Linked DNA regions of Sus scrofa: all the other regions are linked to region 1. A link is a contact called in public HiChIP or PLAC-seq data. All regions are on one chromosome and are shown on one strand. Each heading gives the region's core, a stretch centred on a gene start, on an enhancer-like site or on the middle of the called end of the contact. The rest is flanking DNA. Distances are from core to core; before and after follow the strand shown.

Region 1 (4,640 bases), core at 777-3,276:
AGGCTTATTGGACTAAGAAGCAAGTGGAACTCAATCCCCCTGGGAGTCCTCTGGGAGGCAGTGTAGGGCACACACCTCAGAGTCATCCCACCCAAAGGGCAAGGAAGCTGGAGTATTGATCCTCCAACTTCCACAATCACTGGCTGAGGGCTGCTCTCATGGAGGTGTTAATTTGCTGGCACCTTGGGGCTGCTTGCTGTATGGGAAATGTGGACTCCACCTGTCAGAGAAAGTCCTCCGTCACAAATGCAGGGAGTTGGGAGCAGGGCCAGTGTGGAGTGAAGGCTCAGAGATATGGCAGAACACAGGGAGACTCTACCTGTGTGTGCAGTGAGTGGACAGCATGTGATATAAATGTGGAGAGCATAGGCGTGTGCACCTGTGTGAGCACATTCAGCTCCAGGAGAAGTATTTTTTTCCCTTTTTTTGGGGGGGGCCACACCCTCGGCATGCAGAAGTTCCTGGGCCAGGGATCAAACCTACGCCACAGCAGCCACCAGAGCTGCTGCAGTGATAACACTGGATCCTTAACCCGCTGCACCAAAAGGGAAACTCCAAGGATTTTTGACCCTCACTGAAGATCCTCTTTCTCAGAACAGGTCATAGAACATTTGAGGCCAGTGCCAAATGAAAATGCAGGGCCCCTTGTCCAAAAAGCAAGAACTTCAACATAGCGGCAGCTGAGCATTAGATCAGTTGCAGTGCAGAGTCCTTCTGAGCATGGGTCCTGGATGACTGCACAGGCCATGACAGTAGTCCTATCCATCCCATCCTGTGGATTCTGGTCACCTTGCCTTTGAACAACTCTACCTTCCACTTGGCATGCTCTTCCCATGACCAACTCCTCATGCACTGCACAAATGCCATCTCCTCAAGGATGCCTTCCTGGATTTTTTTTTTTTTTTGGTCTTTTTGCTATTTCTTTGGGCCACTTCCGTGGCATATGGAGGTTCCCAGGCTAGGGGTCCAATTGGAGCTGTAGCCGCTGGCCTACGCCAGAGCCACAGCAACGCGGGATCCGAGCCGTGTCTGCAACCTACACCACAGCTCACGGCAACGCCGGATCATTAACCCACTGAGCGAGGCCAGGGATCGAACCCGCAACCTCATGGTTCCTAGTCGGATTCGTTAACCACTGCACCACGATGGGAACTCCCCCTTCCTGGATTTTTACAGCTCAAAGTACATCACTTCTGCTCAACCTCTACTCCAGTCTATTTTCTACCAAGTCCTCCTCACCAGCTAGATATGTCCTGCATTTACATTCACGATTTTTCTCCCTTGCTGTACTGTGAGCTCCAGAAGGGCAGGAACCAAGTTTGTTTAGTTCCCCATGGTTTCTCCAGTACCTAGCACATAGTAGGCATTCAGAAAACATTAGCTGAATAAACAAATGCTCCCATTAGGAATCTTCTTAAACTGATACCATCATCTTTAGCAAATAAGGAAACCAAGGCTCAGAGGGAGGAAGTGACTTGCTTGAGGTCACACAGTGAGAGAAGGACCAGCTGGCATTTGAACCCACTCTTAGGCCAGTGGTCCAAGATTCTATTGACTCTCACGTTAACTCGCTTATTCCTCAGAACAGCATTTGGCCACCTCTTTTTTCAAGTAAATACTCATTGAGGTATAACAGAGATACCGGAAAGGGCACTAAAATGTATGGTTAGTAAATTTTCACAACAGAACACACCCACGTAACCAGCAACCAGCTCAAGAAGTAGAACAAGTTAAATTTCCATTGTGTGAATTTCACTTCAATTTAAAAAAAAAAACGAAAAACACCGTGATAAGCTCCCAGAAGCCTCCTCTGTGCTCCCGACCCTGCCCCCAGTCTCTAGCCCCTCCAAAGAAAATCGGCATCCTGACTTGTTACGCATAGTTTTGCCTGCTTTGAAACTTGATATTAATGGAACCACATGGTGTTTTTTCATTGTTTGGGACTTTTTCCTTGGCATTGTTTATGACTCATATGAGTTCAGTCATTCCCATTGCTGCATATTCCACTGTGTGAAGATACGACTGTTTATTCTACAATAGATGTACACTTGAGTTGTCTCCAGTTTCAGGCTATTATGAATTGCACTGGTGGGCATATCTTTTGGGTATATATGCCTAGTGGTGACACTGCTGGGTCAGACAAGAGGTGTACAGTCAATATTCATAGATTATGCCAAACAGTTTTCAAATTTGGATAAATCAGTCTACACCCTGACCAGCCATGGATAGCAGAGTTCCAGCCTTTGGTCAGCATGTGCCAATTTGGAAGAGAAGGCAGCTGAGGTTCAGAGAGAGGCATATGCTGCCTCCTAGTCAGTGAGAGATTCTGGGTCCTGCTGTGTCACCTCCTCTCCTCTCAAATCCTGCCCCCACTGTGCCCTCCCAACCTGGTTGTGGGGTGGGGTGGGACAGACAGGGTCACGTGGAGTTGCGTTCGTTCGTTCAGCCGGAGGAAGCCAGGCAGGCTGCAGACAGACGGCTGCTGATTCTGCGGCTGGTCAGGAAATCAAGGTAAGAGAGGGCGTGTGTATGACCCCCAAGGGGATTCCCTGGGGGCAGAGCTGTGAGTGGGGAAGGGGCCAAAATGAAGAGAACATGTGGGCAGACACTGGTCAGAATTGTCACCCTCTCATCCCCCAGGAGAATCTCTACCATGGACCCACCCTCGTCGAGCGGGGCCTCCCAAACCCAGCCTGCAGCCCCAACCCCACTAACTGCCTACCGCTGGCACTCAGGGGGCGGTGGGGAGAAGGGAGCTGGAGGGTTCCGCTGGGGCCGCCTTGCAGGATGGGGGAGGGCACTGAGCCACCAGGAGACCACAGTCAGCAGCCAGCCAGCCCCTCGATCGCTGTTTCGCCGAGTCCTCTCTGCGCCTCCCAAGGAGTCACGCACAAGCCGCCTCCGAATATCCAAGTCCCTCTGGGGGAGGCATAAGAGCCCACCACTGGAGTCAGACCCAGAGCCAGAGGCCCCAGGTACATGGCTCCCCCACCCAGGCTGGGAGGCCCGGATGCTTGGGTTTTGTCTGCCTCCCGAGCATCAGCCTTACAGACACAGGAAGTTGTGGGGAGTGCAAAAGCCCAACAGGAAGTGGCTGGGGCCCGGCTGGCTGCCCTCTTCCCTCTTTCCCCCTCACCCAGGGCCTGGGCATGGTGGGGGGTGGCTAGGGATCTAAAGGGTGGGGATCCAACCTGGGGAAGGGATAGGGAATAGATTGATGGTAGCACTGTCCAAATGCCGAATGGCTCTTGGCCTCACTAGGTCTCTCCTTGTATTCAATGACACAGGCTTAATCTCTCCTGCCTGGATATCCATCTCTGCTGCCTCCTGTTGTCCTGCTCTCCAGCCTCCCTGTCTTAGTTTCTTTACTTTCTTGAGCCTCTGCTTCCCCAGAAGTTAAACTGGAATCCTGATTCCTACCTTGAAGGGTGTTTTATTTCATTCATTAATTCAGAAGTCTGTGAGCACTTACTATGTTCCAAGCCCACTCCAATTTAGGCACTGAGGACACAGCAGTAAACTAAACAGATGAAACTGCCTGCCTTATGGAGCTCACAGCATAGTAGGTGTGACAGGCAGTAAACAAGTAAACAAGAAAATGACAGATGGGGCTAAGTCACACAGAAGGATCTAGAAAAGTAAGGGGTCACAGAAAATGTGCTGGGACCTGGGCTAGCATTACACTGATGAGCCTAGGACATATTTTGTGTGATCTGTTAAGAGGTGGGAGTTATCATGTATTCCCCTGGTGGTCAAACAATGGGACAGACAGATAATATGGGAGGATTGATCCAGCCCTTCTGTTCCTGAAAGCTCTTTTAATTCCCATCATTCATCCTTCCATTTTGCAGAGGCATCCCTTCAGCTTCCTCCAGGGTATCAGGTACTGCCTATTCCAGAGGATCTAGTGGGAGCTCTCTAACAAGCAGACCTGCTCCTACTCTGCTCAAACAGCTCCCATGGCTTCCCCATACCTCCAGGATAAAACCCCAGCTCCTCTAACTGATACCCAAGGCCCTGCACCAATCTCTTCCTGAACCCTCCCCTCCAGCCTCCAAGGCCTCCTAAGCCTTCTCAACTTTCCCTTTCTTTCCCTGTGCCAGGCCATGTGCCATCTCCCAGCCTTAGCTCAAGCTGTTCATGCCACTATATCCTCCACCTCTGTCAAAATCCAATCTGCTGTTCAAAACCCAGTGCAAATTTACTCTCTCTAGGAGGACTTTCCTGACCTAATGCACAACCACCTCTCTCAACCCTGCCCTTTTTCTGTTCCTTTCTCAAAGTTTGAATACATTTCCCCTTAGACTAGTTATTTATGGAAGGAACCAAGCCTGCTGTCTTGTTTTTTAACCTCTCAGACCTACCCACTGTCTTGGTTAAAAGAAGAATGTTTGTGTCTGAAACCCAGCTCAATCACTCACAAGCTGTGTAACCCTAGGCAAGTCACTCAAACTCTATGGGTTCTCAGTTTCCTCCTTGATACAGTGAGGATTTTAATAGCTCTTTGAATGGCTTTTAGAGGATTGAATGAGACAAGTTGTGGGGAGCAGTATACACAGAACAGGGTACATAGTTGATGGGACTGTGTCCACCATGCATAGCTAGTGAGGACAAGGCCTAGAGAGGGGTGGTGGCTTGTC
Region 2 (4,640 bases), core at 954-3,453, 310 kb after region 1:
GTGGGGCTAGTAGCCATCTTAGGGGTTCCAGGGTATGAGGCTTGTGCTCACCTGGGGAAGTCAGGCTCTCTGGCTCAGCTGAGCCTGGCTGCAGCCCTGGGGGCTCAGCTGTCGGAGGTCTGGGGTCCTCTTCAGGGATGGGGTTGTACCAGATCTCACCAGCAGGCTCTCCACTGCCAGGTGCCCCAGGCCCCAAAGCAGCCTCCTCCGGTGGTTTGGCCCCACCCAGCACCCATCGGCGGCTGCTGGGCTCCAGGCTCTGCAGGTAGGCACCCCGAGCCGGGCTACGAGATTCTTCGGGGCTGGGAGGCCCCTCTGCTCCAGGCTGGGATCCTTCCAGGGCCTGGGGCTCTGGCTCTGGAGGGCTAGGCTCCTGGCGCTGGGCTGGGCGGCCTGGTAAAGTGCAAAGGAAATGAGACCCAGCCTCCCACTGTCCCCAGAATAGCCCCAGTCCAGGGCTCTTCTCCCAGCAGGGGCTGGGGCTGGGGTGCACTCAGCTCTGACAGTCTATACATTCATTTAGAATGGGTGGCAACAGGCCAGCAATCTCATTACCAGCTTAGAGCTGCACACTACCCCCCATCCCAAAAAGGACTCTGTCCCTCTGCCCTCCAGCCTCAGCGGTCCAGTGGGGTTTCTTTGTGCTTGGGTTCTGCATTCCCCAGTCTGCTTCCCCTTGCCTCTCATTAACTCTGGCATGGAGGTCTGCCCCATCCCTTCTTGCTGGGTGGCTTTGGGTAAGTCACTTTCGATCTCTGAGCCTCAGTGTCTCCTCCTGTGAAATGCAGGGATTTGTTGCTCCCTTCAGGGAGGCTTTGGGGAGCTCAGCATGGGAAGCATTTCCCAGGCACTCACATCTTGGTCAAACCCATAGTCCACAGTGGACGCTGGCTAGCTTGCTTGGAAGACAAGAGCAGGCATAAGAGCAAGAGTGCCTGCTGTGTTTTCCCTTACTTGCAGCATGTCACTCCCCAACTCCTTGCTTGTGTTCCAAACTCTGCCTGCATTTTGGAGCGGGTCCTGTCTCTCAGCCCAGGCCAGGCCTCCATGGTCAATGCCTTGACCTCCCTCCCCCCTCATCTTCCCCTTTCTGACATCTCGAGCTGTTTCCTGTGTTTTTCTGTGCGTGGGCACCCCTGTCCCTTTGCTCTGGGAACCTTGGGAATCTTTGGGAAGGGCTGGGGGGGAGGTCAGATCCATGCAGTCCTCTGCACCCCCTCCTTTAACTCCTTCCTTCCTGGGACTTCCTGTCTGACACAGCTCCCATTTCTTTAAGGTCTTGCCTGTGGACTCCCTCCTCTGGTCACTTCAGATTTCTATTCCCCAGGACTCAGCCTTGGAGGTTTCATTTAGTAGCATAGTCCAAAGAGCTGTTAAATCACTTCACTGGCACTGGTAAATTACTCAACCTCTCTGTGCCACAGTTTCCCCATCTGTATAAAGGGGACAGTTTCCTGGGGCTGCCTTAGGTGGGTTCAGCTGCAGTCACTGGTTAATAGGTCGCGGGGGGCGGGGGCGGTTGGGGGAGGACGGTGGTAGGGGGTGGCCACCATGCTTGATGAACCGCCTCTCTCCCTCCTCTGCAAGAGTATGCCTGGCAACCCTATACCAGGTCTCTAGGGCTCAGGGTATTCCCTGCTTGACTTGACTAAACCCCAGTTTCTCAGCCTCCCACCTCCTCCTCCCCTCCACTCTCCAGGCGCTCCGCCTCGGCCCCATTTCCTGTCAGGGGTGAGGCCCCCTCCAGGGCCTCCCAAGGAGCACGCAGCGCTGGCATCCCTGGCCAGGCGCACATAACGGTCCGCGCCCCCTCTCCCCCCAGCCCGTTACTTCCAGGACCCCTGCTTACCCCGGCCCCCAACCCCGGCCCGCAGGGGGCTCCGCTGGGCTTCCCCAGTCCCCTCAGTGGTCCCTCCTTGGGGCCTCGGGACACCCCCTCCCAGGCCAGATGGGGTCTGGCGCCCCTTCTTCTCCACCTTCCCCTCTCACCGCGCTCCTTCGCGTCCGACTTTTTCCGGGGAAGTTTCTCCCGGCCCCGAAGGCGGGAGAAGGTTTTCCTGAGCAGCGGCTCGGCCATGCTGGGGCCCGGGCCGGGCGGAGTGCGCGCCCCGGGCTCGGGCCGCGCCGCCCCCCGCCCTCCCCGCCCCGCCTGGGCCTCCCCGCCCGCCCCCAGTCCAGCGGCAGCAGGAAGCGCATTCCGGGAATGCTTGGCCCCAATTTTTTTTTTTTTCTTTCCCCTTCCCGCGGCCTGAGCGGGCGATGCTGGGATATGTAGTCAGTCGCCTGGGGCCGAGAGGGGAGTGAATGGGGGCTCTGTGCTGCCTCCTGGGCTCCAACTGAATATTGTAGAGCAGGACCAGGCCCTCATCTTTCCTCGTATCCATCTTCTGTTGATGACCGCCTACAGCAAGTTCTCTTGGGTTTATTACAAAATTCATCGGGCACTTATCCCTTTTCTTTCCCCCCATCCACTGTTCTAGCCTGGTGCAAGCCCTAGGCACCTCTCAGTTTTTGAAGACATGGCCATTTCCTTAGTTTCCTGATGCCATTGCGGTGCCTGTCTCCTCCACCCAGTTCTCCTCCCCTCAACCGGCCCCCGGCAATTCCAATTACTGCTGCTGTTTAACAAACCATCCCAAAACTTAGTGGTGTGAAACAGAGTTTCATGATGCTCACACATGCTGTGGGTCAGAAATGTGAGCTAACATTGTTTCTATTCAGTTGGAAAGATTTTGAGGTTTAGGGGGTTACTCAACAAGTGAGGGTCCAGAATCACCTGGAAAAATGTTCACTTACAGATCTTGCAATTGATGCCAGGTGTGGGCTGGACCTCTATAGGGGTTGTGGAATAGGGCACCTACACATGCTTCTCCATGTGAATTGGGGGCTTCGAGCAGCTCAATAGTCAAGAGTATTTGGGCTTCTTGCTTATCTACCGAAGCTTCAAAAATGAACAAGGCAGGGAGTTCCTGTCGTGGCGCAGTGGAAGTGAATCCGACTAGAATCCATGAGGTTGTGGGTTTGATTGCTGGTCTTGCTTAGTGGGTTAAGGATCCGGAGTTGCCATGAGTTGTGGTGTAGGTCGCAGATGGGGCTTGGATCTGGCCTTGCTGTGGCTCTGGCGTAGGCCGGCAGCTATAGCTCTGATTAGACCCCTGGTCTGGGAACCTCCATTTGCTGTGCGTGTGGTCCTAAAAAAAAAAAAAAAAAAAAAAAAAAAAAAAAAAAAAAGAACAAGGCAGGAAGTCCCTGGTGGTGCAGTGGATTAAGGATCTGGCTTTGTCACTGCTGTGGCTCTGGTCACTGCTATGACTGGTCACTGCTGTGATGTGTGTTCCATCCCTGACCCAGGAACTTCTGCATGCCACAGGCAAGGCAGAAAAAAATCCAAAATGAACAAGACATTACCTTTGCTGAATCAGCTTTGAGTGCCAAACTGTGTTACTTCTCGCACCAGATTCAAGGAGAGGGGTCATAGGCTGCACCTCTCTCAGTGGGCTATGTGTCAATGTGACCTTGTAACATTCTTGTGTGAGAGAATGTGGGATGGCAGATATTATTGTAGCCATTTGGAAAATTTAACTTGCCTCACTTGTATATTCCAATCTCCATGCAATATTCAGAGTGGACTTAAAAACCTGAACTCAGATCATGGCACATCCATGCCGAACAGTCTTCCTATAATTGCTCACCCCACCTAAAATAAAATCTAGATTCCTATAAATAAAATCCAGTCCCAACAAGACTTCTGGCCTTGTCTCCTTTGTTGTCCCTGTCACTCACCATGACCTCATCTCTGGTTCTCCTTCATATCAAATTATTTCTGCCCCAGGCTCTTTGTACATGCAGTGCCTTCATGTGGCCAGGGATCAAACCCACATCCTCATGGGTGCTAGTTGGGTTCACTAACCACTGAGCCACAACGGGAACTCCTCAATATTTATTTTTTGGTAAACCCTTTTGACAGGGTTTCTGTACTTTTCCTGTTGCATTTATTTGGTTACATGCAGCTCATTTAATTCACCATTGGCTATGATTTTTTCCCAGCAATCAGAAACTCTAGATAAGCATAGGCCAGCAGCTGTAGTTCCAATTTGACCTCTAGCCTGGGAACTTCTATATGCCACAAGTGCAGCCTAAAAAGCAAAAGCAAAAAAAAAAAAAAAAAAAAAAAAAAAAAAAAAAAAATTCTTGATAAGTGAGAACAAATGATCTGCTGGCTGTATATAATGAAATGATTATGAATGCTAAATTTCACACTTGGTGAAGTTTGTAAATTATTCATCTGGATTTTACTAATCACCATTTGGATTTTGGAGTGTGTGTGTATGTCTTCTTTCCTCCAAATGTTTACATAATTGGCTAATGTGCTATGCTTATGAATAAGCACAGCCTCCAGGAGATACAGGATTTTGTTGAAATTCAGGTAGATGGTGCATGTCGTGTTTGAGTAGAGCTCTACATCCTCTTGGCAGACAATGGAAGTTGGCAGATAAGTAAGTGCCCTAATTTCCTTACCCCTCAGATGGTATCAGTGAGGTATGTGTTCCACACAAAATCTCAGAGGTCCCCAAGGGATTGAATTTTACCTGCCTATGGCGAAAACTTGCATATCAATTCACTCTTTACTGATTCCCTTC
Region 3 (4,640 bases), core at 1,460-3,959, 290 kb after region 1:
TCACAAGTGTTGGCGAGGATATAGAGAAATTGGAACCATTGCACACTGTTGATAGAATTGTAAAATGGTGCATTTGCTACCATTTTTTATTTTAGTTTACTTTAGTTTCTACACAAGGGCCACACTTATGGCATGTGGAAGTTTCCAGGCGAGGGCTCAAATTGGAGCTGCAGCTGCTGACCTACACCACAGCCACAGCAATGCAAGATCTGAGCTGCGTCTGTGACATACACCACAGCTCACAGCAATACTGGACCTTAACCCACTGAGTGAAGTCAGGGATTGAATCCGCATCCTCATGGATATTAATTGGGTTTGTTGTCTCTGAGTCACAATGGGAACTCCTCTGCTACTATTTTAAAATGGTATGGTGATTCCTCAAAAGATTGAAAATTAAAGTCAGAATTGCTGTATGATCTAGAAATTTGACTTCTGTGTATATAACCAGAAGAATCAAAAGCAAGGTCTTCGGTATTTGTATACTCATGTTCAAAGCAGCATTATTTGCAATAGTTAAAAGGTAGAACATTTAACAGATGAATGGATCATCAAAATGTGGTGTATTTACACAATGGAATATTATCCAATCTCAAAAAGGAAGGACATTCTTTTTTTAAAATTTATTTTATGGCTGCCCCCACAGCATATGGAAGTTCCCAGGCCAGGAATTGAATCTGAGCTGCAGCTTCGACCTATACTGCAGCAGTGGCAGCATTGGATCTTTTAATCCACTGCGGGGCTGGGATTTGAACCCACACATCTGCAGTGACCTGAGCTTCTACAGTTGGATTCTTAACTCACTGCACCATGGCAGGAACTCTAGGATATTCTGACATCTGCTAAAATATAGAAGAATCTCGAGGACATTACATTATGCTAAATGAAATGTCTGACACACAAAAAGACAAATATTGTATGATTCTGCTTATATGAATTAACTAGAGTGGTCAGATTCATAGAGACAGAAAGTAGAATGGTGGTTGCCAGGGACTGGGTGGAAGGAGGCATGGTGAGTTGCTGTTTAATGGCTGTGAAGTTTCAGTTTCACAAGATGAAAAAGATCAATCTGGAGAGGTATGGTGGTGATGGTTGCACAACAATGTGAATGTACATAATGCTATTGGTAAATTTCACTGTATGTGTATTTTGCTACAATTAAAATTTAAAAAGTTAATGTTATGAGAGGCACTCAGTATTAGCAAGAGGAGTTATTTGTCTTGTAAATATCTTGGTGCTGAAAAGATGTGAAGACATCTTCTTAGACAGGTTGAACCAGAAGGACTGGTGCCTCTCAGGGTCATACACCAACCATATGCTCCTTCTCACGTGTAGCATCTTCTCCAAGAACACAGCCTAGTGAGTCACCATCCAGCATCCACAGCATCCAGTTCAAACTGTCTTCCAAGCCGGAATGGGGTTTTTTATGGCTGGTGACCCACAGACTTGGGGAGAAACGTCCAATCCACATGAAAAATAATTTTTTTTTTGGTCTTTTGTCCTTTTAGGGCTGCATCAGCCGCATATGGAGGTTCCCAGGCTAGGGGTCTAAACGGAGCTATAGCTGACAGCCTACGCCAGAGCCACATCAACGCCAGATCTGAGCTGCTTCTGTGATCTATGCCACAGCTCACTGCAACGCTGGATCCTTAACCTATTGCGCGAGGCCAGGGATCGAACCCACAACCTCAGGGTTCCTAGTCGGATTCGTTTCCGCTGCTCCACGACAGGAACTCCCAAAATAAATGTTAAAGTCATAACAGACAATAAACTTCAAAGGATGCATGGGAAACACACACGGAAGTTCGCGGATTTAGCAATTTAAATATGTTGTGAATATTCCTGCCCTCTCTGGCGGTAAGGTCTTGATCTATGGTCTTCCGTGGTCCTTGGCCATGACCTCACTGGCTCCTCACTGGCTTCTGTTCTCCATCACCACTTCTGAAGCTTTCTCGTTTCATTTACACTTGGTATGATTGTCCATAGGGGCTTTGTAATAGCCCCAAACTGGAGAAACAGAAATGTTTCTCAATAGGAGAGGGTGAGGAGTTCCCATCGTGGTTCAGTGGTTAACGGATCCGACTAGGAACCATGAGATTGAAGGTTCGATCCCTGGCCTCGCTCAGTGGGTTAAGGATCCAGTGTTGCCGTGAACTGTGGTGTAGGTTGCAGACGCGGCTCGGATCTGGAGTTGCTGTGGCTCTCGCGTAGGCCGGTGGCTACAGCTCCGATTCAACCCCTAGCCTGGGAACCTCCATATGCCGCGGGAGCGGCCCAAGAAATGGCAAAAAGACAAAAAAAGACAAAAAAAAAAAAAAAAGGAGAGGGTGGGGACCTGGCCTCTTCCATGGCAGTATTGCGGTAGGATGGGAGGTGGAGTCTGGTATTAGATCGAGAGGGCGAGGTTTGTTGGGGGTGAGGTCCCGAAAGATGTGGACTCTGGCAAAGGGACCGTGACTGTTCAGACCGTGACTGTTCAGGCTCCGCCTACGAGAAGAGGTGTTCAGCGCCGCGGTTGCGGAAAGCCGCCTGGGTTCAGAGCGCAGGGAATCTGCGGAGGCCCGCAACAATCCGCCAAATGAAGGGCTGGCTCTTGGAAGCAGCAAAGGGGCGCGGCCTTTTGTAAAAGGCCTGCAGTGAGAGTCAATGAGAAGCGAGAGAGGGCGGAACCTGTGCAGAGGCAGCCAGTAAGAGGGAGGGCTCTTATGGGAGGTGCCTGTGTACCGGAACATGGCTACCGGTCAGTTCCGCCCACGCGCTTCGAGTTGGACTACCGGGCGCCCTGATCCAAGTGGGCGAAAGGGGCAAGGTCATAGGTTCCGGGTCCAGCCTCTTCAGGCTGCGCGCCCCGTCACGTGACACGAAGGGCGCCTAATTACACCGGAGTCGGCGGATTTTCGTGTAGGTGAAGGTTAAAGTGCCCCGTGGGTCGGAGAAGCATCCCGGTGCGTCCAGACCTCGCTGCCTGGGGTTGGGGGTTAGGCTCGGGCCTGGGCGCTTGCTAGCGGAGAGGGGCCTGGCTTGAAGACAGTGTCGCGCACGCTAACTTGGGGGGCGTAGATGTAGGATGGGCTCATCTCCAGGGCTGAGAGTCTTGGTCCTTGATGGCAAAGAGAGGCGGAACTTCCCGCTGATCCATTGAGGAGCAAGTAAATGGGAAAATAACTCTTTTGAGGCATTGTCGCCGCTTTGACCTGTGATGGCACAGTTTAGGTGGTCATGGTGAGGTATGCGGGGAGGCGGGGGGTGGCGGGGGCGGTGCTGGTGTTGCAAGAGGCTTGGCCTGATCCCCGAGGGGCTTGGCCTGGTCCGGAGCCTAGCGGTGTAAGGGGCGTGGTCGCTCAGAAACTCGCGACAAGGAGCGTGGTTCGGAATCTGAGCTGGGAGTGGGGGAATGCCTTCTGAGGTCGCGGTTGTCGCGCCAATGTCCTAGCGCTCTCCTTTCTTTCTTAGGTGCTACCATATGGAGACCCCCGCGGCCGCCGCCCCTGCTGGGGGCTTCTTCCCCTCTTTCCTGTTCCTGGCCTTCGGGACGCTAGTGGCCGCCTTGCTGGGCGCTGCTTATCGCCTGGGGCTCTTCTATCAGCTAACGCATAAGGTTTGGGGGAATACGGGGGTGGCGGCCGGGGGCAAGTAAAGAAGGAGTGGACTTCCAGCGCTCTTTCCAGCTAACTCATTTTACAGACGAGGAAAGTGAGGCCCGACTAATCAGAGGAACTGGTCGGGAGAGTTTTTCCAGGGTTCCGTCGCCACTGCCCCGAGCTGCTTGCGGAGCTCTGGACTTTGCCTCAGGGAAGAGATCACCTGGAAGCCACAGCTGCCCGGGGCATTCAGTACCCCGCCAACCTCCTACATCTGGGGCCTGGGGCCCGTTTTACAGAGCAGTACCCTAACAGGGTGGGGTCAGAGTGCTGAACACAGGCTCCAGAGGAGGAGGCTGTGACAATTTTGTGACAGTTGCTGAGCTCAATGCTTTAGAGGGGTTTTCCCATGTACCCAACACGTTCCTGAATAGATGCTCTGGTTTCTGTCTTCATTTTCCATAGGAGGAAACCAGGGCTCATAGAGGTTGTATGATAATTGCCTTAGGTGAAGAGCTGACCCCACAGACCTTGCTCTGAACTACTTGGCTCCTCTTTCAGAAATTTACCCCTTCCCCAGACCCTCCGCCTAGTCTTTCCTCTCCTAACCAGAATCAACACCACTAGCCTTGAGGATTTGTGGTGATTTAAAGCAAAGCAAAGACCCCTGGTGTTTGGGGCTGTGCAGAAGTTGGCGTTGGGAGGCCCCAGCACTGTTTGTGCCACCACTTGGTAGCTGGCAGCCTGACACCTGGGCCTGGCCCAGTGAGTTGGAGAGAGTCTGATAGGCTGGTGTCAGTCAGCAGTCATGTAATGAGGCCCTTTTCCTGGAGGGCAGGTGTTCTGGAGTCCCAGCAGATGACCCCTGAAAACTTCCCTTGGTTCTTAGGATCCACCTTCTCTTACGTCTCTCCCTACTTGCTCCACTATTCCCAAGGAATGTGGGCAGTGTTACAGAGTGGAGTGCTTTAAGAGCATTGGTCCAATGAGACTTCTCTTTTTATGGCCACACATGAAGCATATGCAAGTTCCCTGGGCTAGGGGTTGAATTGGAGCTGCAGC

What was found. HiChIP or PLAC-seq counts read pairs in DNA pulled down with a chosen protein or histone mark.
Region 2: an H3K27ac HiChIP or PLAC-seq map of alveolar macrophages shows a contact between it and region 1. The contact joins the promoter of SYDE1 here to the promoter of RASAL3 in region 1. A contact is called at or near these places in 2 of 47 Hi-C or Micro-C datasets (embryonic fibroblasts and heart right ventricle) and 2 of 2 datasets of contacts at active chromatin or transcription factors (alveolar macrophages and skeletal muscle).
Region 3: a contact with region 1 is called in an H3K27ac HiChIP or PLAC-seq map of alveolar macrophages. The contact joins the promoter of ILVBL here to the promoter of RASAL3 in region 1. A contact is called at or near these places in 2 of 2 datasets of contacts at active chromatin or transcription factors (alveolar macrophages and skeletal muscle).

Annotation. Positions count from the first base shown.
Region 1 is chr2:62,140,345-62,144,984 of Sscrofa11.1, forward strand. It overlaps RASAL3 (RAS protein activator like-3), which reads left to right and starts at 2,027. Exons shown (of 18, transcript XM_021083615.1): 1 at 2,027-2,511; 2 at 2,641-2,975. The coding sequence starts at 2,654.
Region 2 is chr2:62,451,741-62,456,380 of Sscrofa11.1, forward strand. SYDE1 (rho GTPase-activating protein SYDE1) reads right to left here and starts at 2,204. Exons shown (of 8, transcript XM_003123426.4): 1 at 1,990-2,204; 2 at 52-393. The coding sequence starts at 2,077.
Region 3 is chr2:62,432,659-62,437,298 of Sscrofa11.1, forward strand. ILVBL (acetolactate synthase-like protein) reads left to right here and starts at 2,710. Exons shown (of 16, transcript XM_003123453.5): 1 at 2,710-2,898; 2 at 3,451-3,595. The coding sequence starts at 3,461.